Linked DNA regions of Mus musculus: regions 1, 2 and 4 are each linked to region 3. The links are chromatin contacts, called in public ChIA-PET, HiChIP or PLAC-seq and Micro-C maps. All regions are on one chromosome and are shown on one strand. Each heading gives the region's core, a stretch centred on a gene start, on an enhancer-like site or on the middle of the called end of the contact. The rest is flanking DNA. Distances are from core to core; before and after follow the strand shown.

Region 1 (2,700 bases), core at 17-2,516, 480 kb before region 3:
TCACCGAAAAGCAAGAGGTTGATTGATGATTGAATGACTTCTTAATTAAAACCATCTCTCTCTCTCTCTCTCTCTCTCTCTCTCTCTCTCTCTCTCTCTCTCTCTCTCTCACACACACACACACACACACACGAGGCAGAAGCCTTGTCTTCGTGAATGTGTCTCACTGGCTTGAATCTGCTGAATCACCCTTCCCAGCTCAGCAGGCAGACATGGGACTGGAGAAGGAGCTGAAAGCTCTATATCTTGATCTGAAGGTAGTGTGCTGCGTGTCACTGAGCCTGGGCTTAAGCATCTGAGACCTCAAAGTCCACCTCCACAGTGACACACTTCCTTCAACAAGACCACACCTTCTAATAGTGCCACTCCCTATCGGACAAGCATTCAAATACATGAGTATATGGGGGGGGGGGTGGTCATTCTTATTCAAACCACTACAGTTATGGTTATTTTCATTTCTTTGCATGAATGTGTATTCTCATCTCCACCCCCACCCCCTACCCCCAGGAAACTCCCTTTTCTGTAGCCAGAAATCCTGTCAGGAGACATCTGAGGAGATGCTGCCTTAAAGGAGTCCAAGCCTAAAACAACTAATAACTAATGTTTAGTAACATTAGATTGCATACTTAATTTAAACTAAGTTTGCCATTCTAAGATCAAACACAATTAATTTTCTTGTATTTAGACTTTAGAGCAGCAGTGAATTATTTTACAGTCATGTTTCCTTTGAAGCAGAAGCTGTGTGGACTGGTAATGTCATTTTCAGAATCTTGGTTGTTTGATTTTAATATTTCTTTATTTTCTGTGTGTGGGTGTTGCGCCTGATGTATATATGTGTGCTATGGGTATGCACTATCCATAGTGGTCACGGGATCCATTGTAACTGGTGTGAGCCCCCACGTGGGTGCTGGGAATGAAACCCAAGTCCTCCAGAAAGGCAGCCAGTGCTCTCTACCACTGAACCATCTCTCAGGCTCACCTTCAACGGACTGTGTTTTGCCTCCCTTGAGAGACTTGCTGGATGTACTCTGGCACCCCAGCAGCAGCGAGGCAGACATGAAGCCCTACAGGCACATGGGCATTTTAGAATTTTATTAGGAAAACCAGACCTGAGAATTTAATAGACACACCAAAATGGGGACAGATGTGACTCCCTCTCCTAGATCCCAGAAGGTGACAGACACCTAATACTGCCATGGCAGGGCCCTATCCCAACAGGATGTATCAACTTGATTGCCTGGTTCAGCTCAGTCCCCTCCTGTTGACATAGCTTACTCAGCTGCTTGGTATCTGCCCTGTCATGCATCTGGACTTGGACTTGACCCACCATCTCCTGCTCTAGACTGGGTTTGGCCTTTCACCTTGTAGACAAATTTTGCAGCTTGGCTCTCAAACCTGACTCCAGTATCTCTACTAACAGGTCTACCAGCAGGTCTCTTTTGGTACTTTTCTGCCTCAGTATCTTGAAACTGATTGAACCCTGCAGTGACCTCTTTAACTTATATTCATTCTCAAAACCATACATATGCATATACATACATAGATACATACATACGTGCGTATGCACATGCATGTGTGTGTGTTATATGTGTATGTTCTCTGTAATATGAAAGTTAATATTAGTAATTTAGATTGGAATAAAGAACATGTATTTACCTCTGACACAGTGCCAGCACTTATGACAAATTAGTCATTGAAACCTTTAAGCTGTGTGAATTTATTATTATTCAATAAATTGTGACATCATGGACAGACACAAACATGTCTTTCTATGTTTCTGACATATTGTGCTCATAGCATAGCCACTGTGATAAAGAGACAGTGACATTAAGAGTCAAACAAACGCATTCTGGGTATGGAGGCACATTAGGGCATTCATAAGGCAAAGGCAGGCAGATCTGGGAGTCTGAGGCCAGCCAAGCCTACTTAGTGTTTAGAGAAAAAAACAAAATTATTCTAGAAAACATTGTTATGTAATGCATTATTTAAATATCAATTAATAAATTAAATATTATGAGCATATACTTTCCACACTTCTTACAGCTTATATTGCTAAGTTGATCCAAACTTTCCTTTGTATCTATTGATGGGGAGTCATTCATATTCAGGAATTTTAGTCCATCTATGTTACTACAATAAAATACTGAAGGCTGGTCATTTACAAAGAGGAGGAATTTGGTTCTTCTATTTTTTGAGACTCAGAAGTTCAAGCTGTGTATATCAGTGTGTTTAGTTGTCCAGGAAAGGCCTAGTTTCAGTGACTGAATTCTGTGTCCTCCAGAGAATATGAGCATTGGGTCCTTGTAAGGGGAGGTTCTTATGCAAAGGTCTTGTTCCCCAATTGGTTCTTGGTTTGTCAGTAAAGAAGGCCGGGGGGGGGGGCAATTGCTGGATGTAAAGTACAGGTGGGACTTCAGGGTCCTGGGGCAGGGAGAGGGGGAGGAAGACATGAGGATGGACAGAGGAGCTTTCTGCCATGCTTTGGAGCAAAAAGAACTCAGCAACCATGTGAGATCTCTCTCAGGGAAAGCTGGGGTGGTGACCTCCGCTACAGGCAGGTGGCCAAGGGTGTTTGGCAGGGGCTAGGTGGGACCAGCCACTAAGTTTAGGGCAGGTGGAGAAATGGAGATAATAAATTAGTAAGGTCACACTTTTCCAGGCAGGAGATATCTGCATCCAAAAATTGTGCAGAGAAGGCAA
Region 2 (2,700 bases), core at 27-2,526, 450 kb after region 3:
GTCTTTGACTATACGAGTGAAAAATACCCAACACATTCGAACCATCTTTTATTTATTATGGAGAGATAGATTGAGCAGCCTTTTGCTTCCTGTCACTTTTCACAGGAACTTTAAATGCAAACACCATTCTTGCAGCTATCTTTATATTGGGAAGCTCTATGTGAGGTTGAAGTTTTTATAGGGAAAGTTGTTTAAAACACAGTTGTCTTTAAAGGCAGGTTTGCCACAGCAAAGGTTAGGGGTTGGCAATAAACCCATTTATAGCAACTTCTGTATTCTTCACTCTCCTTACACGGATGGGCGGCCTGTGTGCAATTCCTGTTGGAATTTCTAGTTGATCCTTCTGCAAAGAAAGGGGGCCCAAAGGGCTTTTGGGAATAGAGAGGGCTGAGCCTTCTACATATAAATTGGCTGCCTGGATTCCTGGGAGGTTGTGGAGGACCCAGGTCTCCCAGTTCCCTAGGCCATTTTCAAACTTCTGTTCTATTGGGAATAACAAAACATTTTGGGAACTAGGGAGTTTAATTTACTGCCACCAGCCTACTTAATAATAGCATCTTTGTCTGTTCTTCCTCCAGGACTCCTCCTCCTGACAAGGAAGCTAGCCGCTGGCCAGTGTACTTAGCCCAGACAGTACTGCTAGCCACAGAGTTCGAGGAGGGAGGACTGCCCCTGACTCTGGGCAGTCACTGATCCCCGGAACAACCCCAACTTAACTTTCCAGAAAGAAAAAGGTGCAATGGGCGAGATGCACTTTCCATCTTTCTCAGCTCATTTTGGAACAAGAAAGTGTATTTGTTTGTGTTTAGTTAAGCGAGGGGAAGAAAAGCCAACAAAGCCACCCTAAGGCATCCGCGGAAACTTCAGCTTGGCTAATTGCTCCCATATGTCCTCCTCGGATGCTTTCAGAGAGCAGCGCAGACCGAAGGCCGAGCCACTTTACTGATTCTAAAACGGCTAAAAAAAGGAGGAGAGGGCTAATCACACTTCTGATCCTGTCCCACTGGGGTCCAGGCGAGGCCCCAGGGGAGCAACCTTCTCCCGGAAAGCTTAGCTTCCCGCAGAGGACATGCTGGGTGAGGAGGGGGCGAAGGCGCCGGGAGGAAAGTTGGCGTGCGGCGCCCCAGCGGGTCCCAGAGCCGGGGCAGCTCCGGTCGGGAGGGGCGCGGGAGGCACAGCCCCGGCGGGCGCGCACAGGGAAGGTGCCTTCCGGAACACGCGCAAGGGCGGGGACTCGCGCTGCCAATGAGGTCCCGGTGTGGGCCGAGCGAGGCGCGGGGACGGGCCGGAGCGCTGCCTCCGCGGTGGCAGCTGCGGGAGCCCGGCTCGGGAGCCGCAGGAGCCGCAGCCGCCAAGCGCCCAGCCCTCTGCGCCCTGAGGCTCGGCCCCCGGGGTGGGAACCGCGCCGAAAGCTGGAAACTTTCCTGGCAGGTAACTCTCGCTGCCGGGGCGCCGCTGCCGGCCCCCGGGAGTCCGCAGCGGGCGGGGAAGGAAGGGTCCCGGAGAGCAGCCTGGGAAACGAGAGCCAGGCTGGTGGGAAAGTTTCGGGACGCCCCCTCCTCCGCCGGGCCCAGCGGGAGCTTTCCCGGAATAGGCGCAGGCACGCCGGAGCTCCCGGCCTGGGGCTAGGCGCTGCCGGGGAGTCGGTGCAGGCCGTTTCCTGCGCTCCCGGAGGAACGGGTTGCAGCAGAGCCGGGCTAGGGGGACATTGGGATCACGCGGCGCTCAGGACTTTCCCAGCCGGCCCTTGCCCGCCTCTTCGGTCCCTTGGCTAGACAGGGCCTGGGCTGCGCCGGGCACCTGGGTGGGGGGAGTAGGGGGACGTGCAGGCGGGGCGCCTGGCACCGCGGGGTCTTGAGTGTCGCCGCGCGCGGGTCGCCAAGTTCCCGGGAGAACTTCAGCGGGGGTGGGGGTGGGGTGGGGAATCGTATCGCCCACCGTGAGCTGAAAGTGTGTGATTCGCTCCTGCAGGCTGCGGCTCGCAGATGCAAGCCAATTTCTTTCCCTGGTGGTGTTGGTGATAGGGTGATGATTTGGGATTAGACCTTGAGGATTTTTTTTTTTTCTCTTCCTTTTAGTAGTGCCAGCTAAATGAAGGGTCGTGTCAAGTTTGCGAGTCCCCTTGTCCTTGGGCGACGAGTAGTTACTTTGGAGGCATTATGGGGATTCAGGTTCTTCCTGGAGGACTTTTGGGTGTGTGTGTGTGTGTGGGGGGGGGCCCTTGGGTTCGGCGCGGCCGCTTTCCGGAACGGCTGGCGGGGAAGGAAGCCCTGGGCATTGTGTAGCGTGTTTTCAGTCAGCAAGATCTCTGGACTGGAGTTCCCAAAACTTACTTGACTTATTGTGTAAAGGCTCCCGGAGGAAATGCGGCCATGGCCAGGTAGAAGAAACGCGGTGCCGCGGCCGAGGGAGGAGGACGCCGAGCTGTGACAGTCTTCTTCAGGCTGCCTCGGCTCCGGCTTGGCAGCCCCAGATTCTTGTGCCTGGAGTAGTGGGACCGGTCTGAGTAATACAGCTTCCTGCAGAGTGAACTCAGGGTGGTGAGGAGAGCACCTTCATCTTGAACTTGACCCCCGGAGTAGCGTCCTGGCGGGTTAAAAGGTAAAGGCAGGCTGAGTCTTAACCTGTAAAGGAGTTCAGACGCCGCTAGCTCCTGGTTCAAGATCTTTCAGGAAAGGACTCAGGGTGGCTGAGGTCGCG
Region 3 (2,700 bases), core at 95-2,594:
AACAAAATATTTGTAATGTAAAATTCCTATCAGCTTTCCCCACAAAATATAACAAGGAAAATTAATATCCCTTATTGTGAAGGGAGATAGTATAATATTTTTTTCTTTTTACTAAAGAGGATATTATGAAAATAACAAAGCCACCAAAAGAAGAAACATGAATACATCGGTGGCTATATGCTAGAGTGGTACTATTTTTAAAATATGTTATGAAGCAATATCATGTGTAAAAGTTCCAGATTAATAGCTACCATCTAATTATGAACATCACTCATCAAAAATAATTAGCACGAGCAAACTAGCACAAAATGATTTAAAATGAAAGTAGAGCACTCATTATTAAAGGTCAAGATTTGGGTGCGAATGCTCCCCTGTCCCAATTCATCATTTCCTTACCGATTTTAGTATTAATCTGGAAAACTGCCAGAAAGCAAAAATCCATCATTTGTAATCTATTTTTTTCTTTTTGAGAAATCATTGGGATGAATTCTGGCACTTCTCCAGCCTCAGACAAACTGGGAAGAGCATGCACCTGCCAAGCTCAGCACAGAAAGCACATAGTCCAAGAGGGAGGGGCGGAGGAGAGATCAGACTTGCTGTTTTGGGAAGCAGAGAACTCATTCTGTTGCGGGCTGGTCCTTTAGTACAACCCCACTCAGTTTCCTTACCAAAATACCACGTGCAAGAAATCCTGTTTTCGTTGGGAGGGGTTATAGGCTGGAAGAACCAAAAATCAGAGGAAATGTAGACTCAGGGAAGGGGGAGTGGTTGGAGAAAGAATTCAAGTGACCCTGTGACGTCAGGAAGAAGCAGAGATTTAAGGAATGGAGTGGAAACTCACCGGGCTGCACAGATCTCAAAGGTCAAAATGCATATAGCCTCGCATGCTCCCCAGATGCAGGAAAAATGAAACGCCCACTCCTGAGCTTTCAATGTAAAGTAGAAGTCCGGGGGCTCAGTTGTTTCTGCCTTTGACGCTGGGGACAAGCCCTACCATGCAGAGTCTTGGCAATACTCAAAAGCAAGACCCGCCCGATTTCAGAGCCCTCTCCCGGGAATCCCCTAATACTCCTTCCCCCCACCCCCTCCCGCGCCGGAGGCTACAGACACCTTCATCTTCACTCCCCACCTTCTCCTGGCCCTCTAGCTCTTAACAGCATCGGTCTCCATGGCGACCTGAAACCGCAGCTCCCATTGGCTCGTTCAATATGAGGGCCGGGCCAATGGGGAGGGCCGGCCCTCTCCTTCCGCCCAATGGGGCGGGCGCGGAGCCTGTCTGGGGACGGCAGCGTGCTGACGTTCCCGGGTGCCGGGACTGGCCGGGCGGGCGGGCGGGCTGGCGGCGGGGCGGCGGCCTCTGAGCAGTCTAGAGGGCTCCGGGGCTGAGTGCGCGTGGACGCCGGCCGCGGCGGCGGCACTATGGGCACGGGGTAGAGGCGAGCTGCCGCCGCCACCGGGGTGGTGGGAGAGCCTCTTCGGGGGAGGGGGCGGGAGGGGAGGGAGGGGAGGGCAGCGGCGAGGCTGCCGCACTTCGGCCAGTTTGCTCCGGTGCCGCAGCGGCGACCCTTCGGCGTGGATGTCCCTGGTCCCTGGAGCGACGACGGCCTCCGCCTGAGCTGGAAAGTAAGTGCGCGGGGCTGGCGGGAGGGCTCGGGGCTCTGGGGTGCTAGCTGCCCAGAGCGCGTCGAGCCGGGACCTGGCGGCGGCCAGGCGCCCCCCGCGGCTCCCTGGCTCGGATCTCTCGGTCCCCGCCGCGTGCTCCGCCATCCCGCCCGCCTCTCCCCTCCCCCCGGCGGCGCACAACTTTGCCCCGCACAGCTCGGCGCGGCCGCTTTTCCTCCCGCACCGCGCCACCGCTTCTCGAACTTGAGCCCCGAGGCTCCCGCGCGCCGTCGTGCCCGGGACCGGCCGTCTGTGTGTCCGTCCCTCGCTCCACCGAAGCAACCGCCAGCCGTGCCTCCCACGCTCGCCCGGCGTGTCGCCCGGGCCCCCAGAGCAGCGCTGGTGCCCGTGACGACCGCCCGGAGGGTCCAGGGCTCCCAGCTTGCAGCTGCAAACCGCACGCTCCTCCCTAGCGGGCGCCCCAGCCTTAAGGCTCCAGGCTGCCCTCCCGCGCCGCACTGCCTCCTCGCGCTGCCAGGAGTTAGAGCGAGCAGCTGCACCCAACGGAGGGTCGTGGGTCCCTGTCCCCTCTTACTCCTTGGGAAACGAGAGGGCGAGCGGCGGGACCGGGTTTTGGCGGCATAGTGACTGAGTGCGACACCCGGCGAGCGCGGGCAGCGGAGGCGCCGCGGTTGCTCCGGGCGCCGCGATAGGCAGGTGTGTGCGTCCAACGGGCGACGCGCGCTGCCAGCTTGTAGGCTGGCGACAGATTGTGCTGGAATGCAAGGAATGCACCAGGGACAGAGTCCGCACGGGCCGCGGCCGCACTAGCGCCTTCCCGGCCCTGATCTCGCCGCGTAGCCAGAGGTCACGGCGCATCTTCAGAGCTGGTAAGCCTCGTTCACTCTCCTGCCTCCGCTTCTCTCCCTGCGGCAGAGGGCGGTGGAGAGGGAAGCGCGGTAGTTTTCTTGGGGCTCCAGCCTATGGTTCTGGATTTTTTGCTGCATTGGTCTCCAGGACCGTGAATTTAGGTGTCAGTGTACCCAAGGTTATTATTGATCGTTGCAGAAGGCTCTTGGCAAGTTTGCTTTTGCAAGA
Region 4 (2,700 bases), core at 82-2,581, 320 kb after region 3:
GTTGTGTGCATGTAACACAAGCTGTTTGTCTACTCTGCATTTAATGGGCTCTGGGGTTGTGTTTAACTTCTTTCACTCTTGAAGAGAAGTACTCTAGACATCTGTACACAGGGTTCTGTGTATAAAAGTTTTTATTTCTCTTAGAATTCCCTGCAATTTGATTATTGGTTGCACAATATGTGCTAAGTATGTTGAATTGACTTCTAACATTTTACTTTTTTTGTATTCTCATAACCATGTATAAAAGCTCCTATTGCTCTAACATCATCATTAACATTTAGGGGTTTTGTTTGTTTGTTTTGTTTTGTTTGTTTTTGAGACAGGGTCTCTCTACATAGGCCAGACTGGCCTCGAACTCACAGAGATCCACCTGCCTCTGCCTCCCAAGTGCTGGGATTAAAGGCATATACTGTCACGCCTAGTCGAAGGGCAGTTTTTGATGGAAGAACAGTTTGTCCAAGTACTGTCTGCTAAATGTTGGCCCTGGAGGTACAGCAATATGCTTTAACTCATACGTTCTTAGCAAAAAGTTGCATCTATTGGTTACCATTTCACTATATTACCACCGATATTTCTGCATCAATGAGTATTAGTTGAAACATGATTTGGAATATGCACTACACAGCATTCTCTTGATCACATCTTAATTTAGCTAAGCCTCTGCTTGGTGAATATTTATAGTAGATGTGATGACAGGTACATATAATTCTAACTCTGAGGAGGTGGAGACAAAAAGACTAAGTTTGGGGCTGGCTTGAGAAACTTAACAGGACCCTGTCTCGAAATGAAGTCAAAAGGACTGGAAAGGTGGCTCAGTTCTTAAGAGCCCTGTTTTAAAACAAATAAAACAATATAAGAAAGAAAAGAAATACATAATTACTATACTTGCACAGAAGTCTCTGTCCACACCTGCAATTCTTTTCTTAGCATGAGTGCTCAACACTGGGAAGCCCTTAGAAAGGAAAGGTGCTCACTTGTATTGTCTCTTAGAAAGACTATAGATGTCTTAAAGCAAAGACTCTGTCTTGTCCATTGTGACACCCCTGGACGTGACAAGGACCTCACACTGGAACACTGCTCTTACCAGAGAGAAGAATCGTTGACGTTAAGAAAGAATTCATCCAGACTGGATCTTCTCTACACTCTCCTCAGACCTCACTCTGTCCTGTAAACATCTACCTGGCTTTCCCAGGCTAACGAAAGAAGAGAAGGCTTGCCAAAGAGACTCAGGTTCCAGGGCAGCTTAATGATGAGCCTGGTTGTTGCTCAGCAATGCCCTCAAGGGGCCCCGCCCCCTGAAGCTATAAAGCCTTAGTGAGGTGAGATGAGCCAGTTACAACTGGCACTCAGCCTCAGAGCATCGGCAAGGCACTGGCACACAGGCACTATGGCAAACGAAGTACAAGTTCTGCCGTCCCCGCTGAAAGGGCGGTATGCCCCAGCAGGTAGGTTCCCCCACCTGACCTCGCTCCCACCGAAAAAGGCTTCCACACTCCATCTGAGAGGCATCCATCCTCCCAGAAGTAGTGTTGCTTTAACTTCCAGCAGCCCGAGCTCCTCCATGGTTGTAGATTAGTTGTGACCCCTCACCTAGGGGTTACCACCTTGGGGAGCCCTACCTTTCTCCAAGATGCCCATGGTTAGCTGACCTCATACTGACTTCCATGAAGAGAACAGCAGTACCCCGTTTCTGCTTCTTGAGTCTTTGGGCTTGGGCAATGCTCTCAACCCATAAACTGAGGAGCAGGTTTTAATAAGCACCCATTGTCTGCAGGGGCTCTAACAACTAGAGAGCCTTCCTTTTTTTTTTTTTTAAATCCATGCTATTGACGTCAACTCTGTGGACTCTAGAAAGTGGTTCTCCTGCAACTAAGCCTATGTTTACATAGCTTGACTAGCATGAACAGGCCTACTTTTAGTCAGTTTTACATTCTTCCAACTGCTATCCCTCTCCCCTGGCATCTCAAAAGCCTGGCTGCTTTGTCCTTGCCTGTCTCCATTTACAAATCCAGTTATTTGTATAATTCTTTGTCAGGTCTAAGAGGAGGCGGAGGCCTCTTAGCTGCTGGCAGGTAGGACAGGCACAGGCTTTGCAAAGGGCAAGGATCTGATACAGACCCAGAGCTTTCTAGAAGGCAGCCCAGTAGAATCAGAGTCTTCCGGCTCGTTCTACACACCATGGCCGGTCTGCTTTGCCAGTCTACGGACATTCCACACTTGTAGTTGGATTCAGCAGTTTTTAATGTTAAAATTTTAAAGGTTTTGATGCAAACGAGTCTGGGAGCGAACGGGCACGTTGTTGGAAGAGGAACTCATATATTGCATGGATAAAAAGAAATGCCACCACTCTCTTCTGCTGCCTCCACTCCCATCCAACTAAAAAATCCGATTTGCTACAGTACATTCATGCACAAAGTTAAACTTAAATGAGAGTTTGAATGATACCACCGGGGAACTTCCTGTCCCTGTCACTAATGATTGCTAATTGCTCTGTGTACAGAGCGCACCATGACTCTATCAAGCATGTCACAGTGCCTCTGGCATGACAATGAATTGTTATGAACTGTGACACTGCAGATAAGGGCTTTGGGATAATTGGGATGGAGATGAAGGCAGGCTTGCTCTCCCACTGAGCTCCAGAGAACAAAGAGGTTTCATCCTTCAGCTCGTCTTCCCCCAACCACCATCACCTTTTTTTTT

What was found. A called contact is a pair of places that touch in the nucleus more often than the background predicts. ChIA-PET counts read pairs in DNA pulled down with a chosen protein or histone mark. HiChIP or PLAC-seq counts read pairs in DNA pulled down with a chosen protein or histone mark.
Region 1: a contact with region 3 is called in a FOXA1 HiChIP or PLAC-seq map of pancreatic cancer cells. The contact joins the enhancer-like site here to the promoter of Pkp4 in region 3. A contact is called at or near these places in 6 of 39 promoter capture datasets (cancer-associated fibroblasts, cranial neural crest, embryonic stem cells and 3 more), 4 of 484 Hi-C or Micro-C datasets (the N1E-115 cell line, cortical neurons, stem cell-derived neural progenitor cells and 1 more), 12 of 115 datasets of contacts at active chromatin or transcription factors (astrocytes, bone marrow-derived macrophages, craniofacial prominence and 7 more) and 1 of 9 other capture datasets (embryonic stem cells).
Region 2: a contact with region 3 is called in a Micro-C map of embryonic stem cells, with 4 times the contacts expected there. The contact joins the promoter of Tanc1 here to the promoter of Pkp4 in region 3. A contact is called at or near these places in 4 of 484 Hi-C or Micro-C datasets (CD4 T cells and embryonic stem cells) and 1 of 115 datasets of contacts at active chromatin or transcription factors (pancreatic cancer cells).
Region 4: a contact with region 3 is called in an RNA polymerase II ChIA-PET map of memory CD8 T cells, with 3 times the contacts expected there. The contact joins the promoter of Dapl1 here to the promoter of Pkp4 in region 3. A contact is called at or near these places in 10 of 39 promoter capture datasets (the 3T3-L1 cell line, 3T3-L1-derived adipocytes, cranial neural crest and 5 more) and 3 of 115 datasets of contacts at active chromatin or transcription factors (embryonic stem cells and memory CD8 T cells).

What each region holds. Positions count from the first base shown.
Region 1 is chr2:58,681,880-58,684,579 of GRCm38.p6, forward strand. It overlaps a transcript of Upp2 not described here. Among named protein-coding and RNA genes, the nearest start is that of Upp2, 72 kb to the right of the region's middle. Within about 2 kb of position 1,267, at least 1 of the 459 cell types and tissues checked has an H3K27ac peak or open chromatin away from gene starts, as enhancers often do. A contact at or near this core is called in pancreatic cancer cells, where this site is marked.
Region 2 is chr2:59,610,766-59,613,465 of GRCm38.p6, forward strand. Tanc1 (tetratricopeptide repeat, ankyrin repeat and coiled-coil containing 1) reads left to right here and starts at 1,277. Exons shown (of 27, transcript NM_198294.3): 1 at 1,277-1,431.
Region 3 is chr2:59,159,506-59,162,205 of GRCm38.p6, forward strand. It overlaps Pkp4 (plakophilin 4), which reads left to right and starts at 1,345. Exons shown (of 22, transcript NM_026361.2): 1 at 1,345-1,623. It overlaps Ccdc148 (coiled-coil domain containing 148), which reads right to left and starts at 1,178. Exons shown (of 15, transcript NM_001372501.1): 1 at 842-1,178.
Region 4 is chr2:59,483,322-59,486,021 of GRCm38.p6, forward strand. It overlaps Dapl1 (death associated protein-like 1), which reads left to right and starts at 1,332. Exons shown (of 4, transcript NM_029723.3): 1 at 1,332-1,445. The coding sequence starts at 1,388.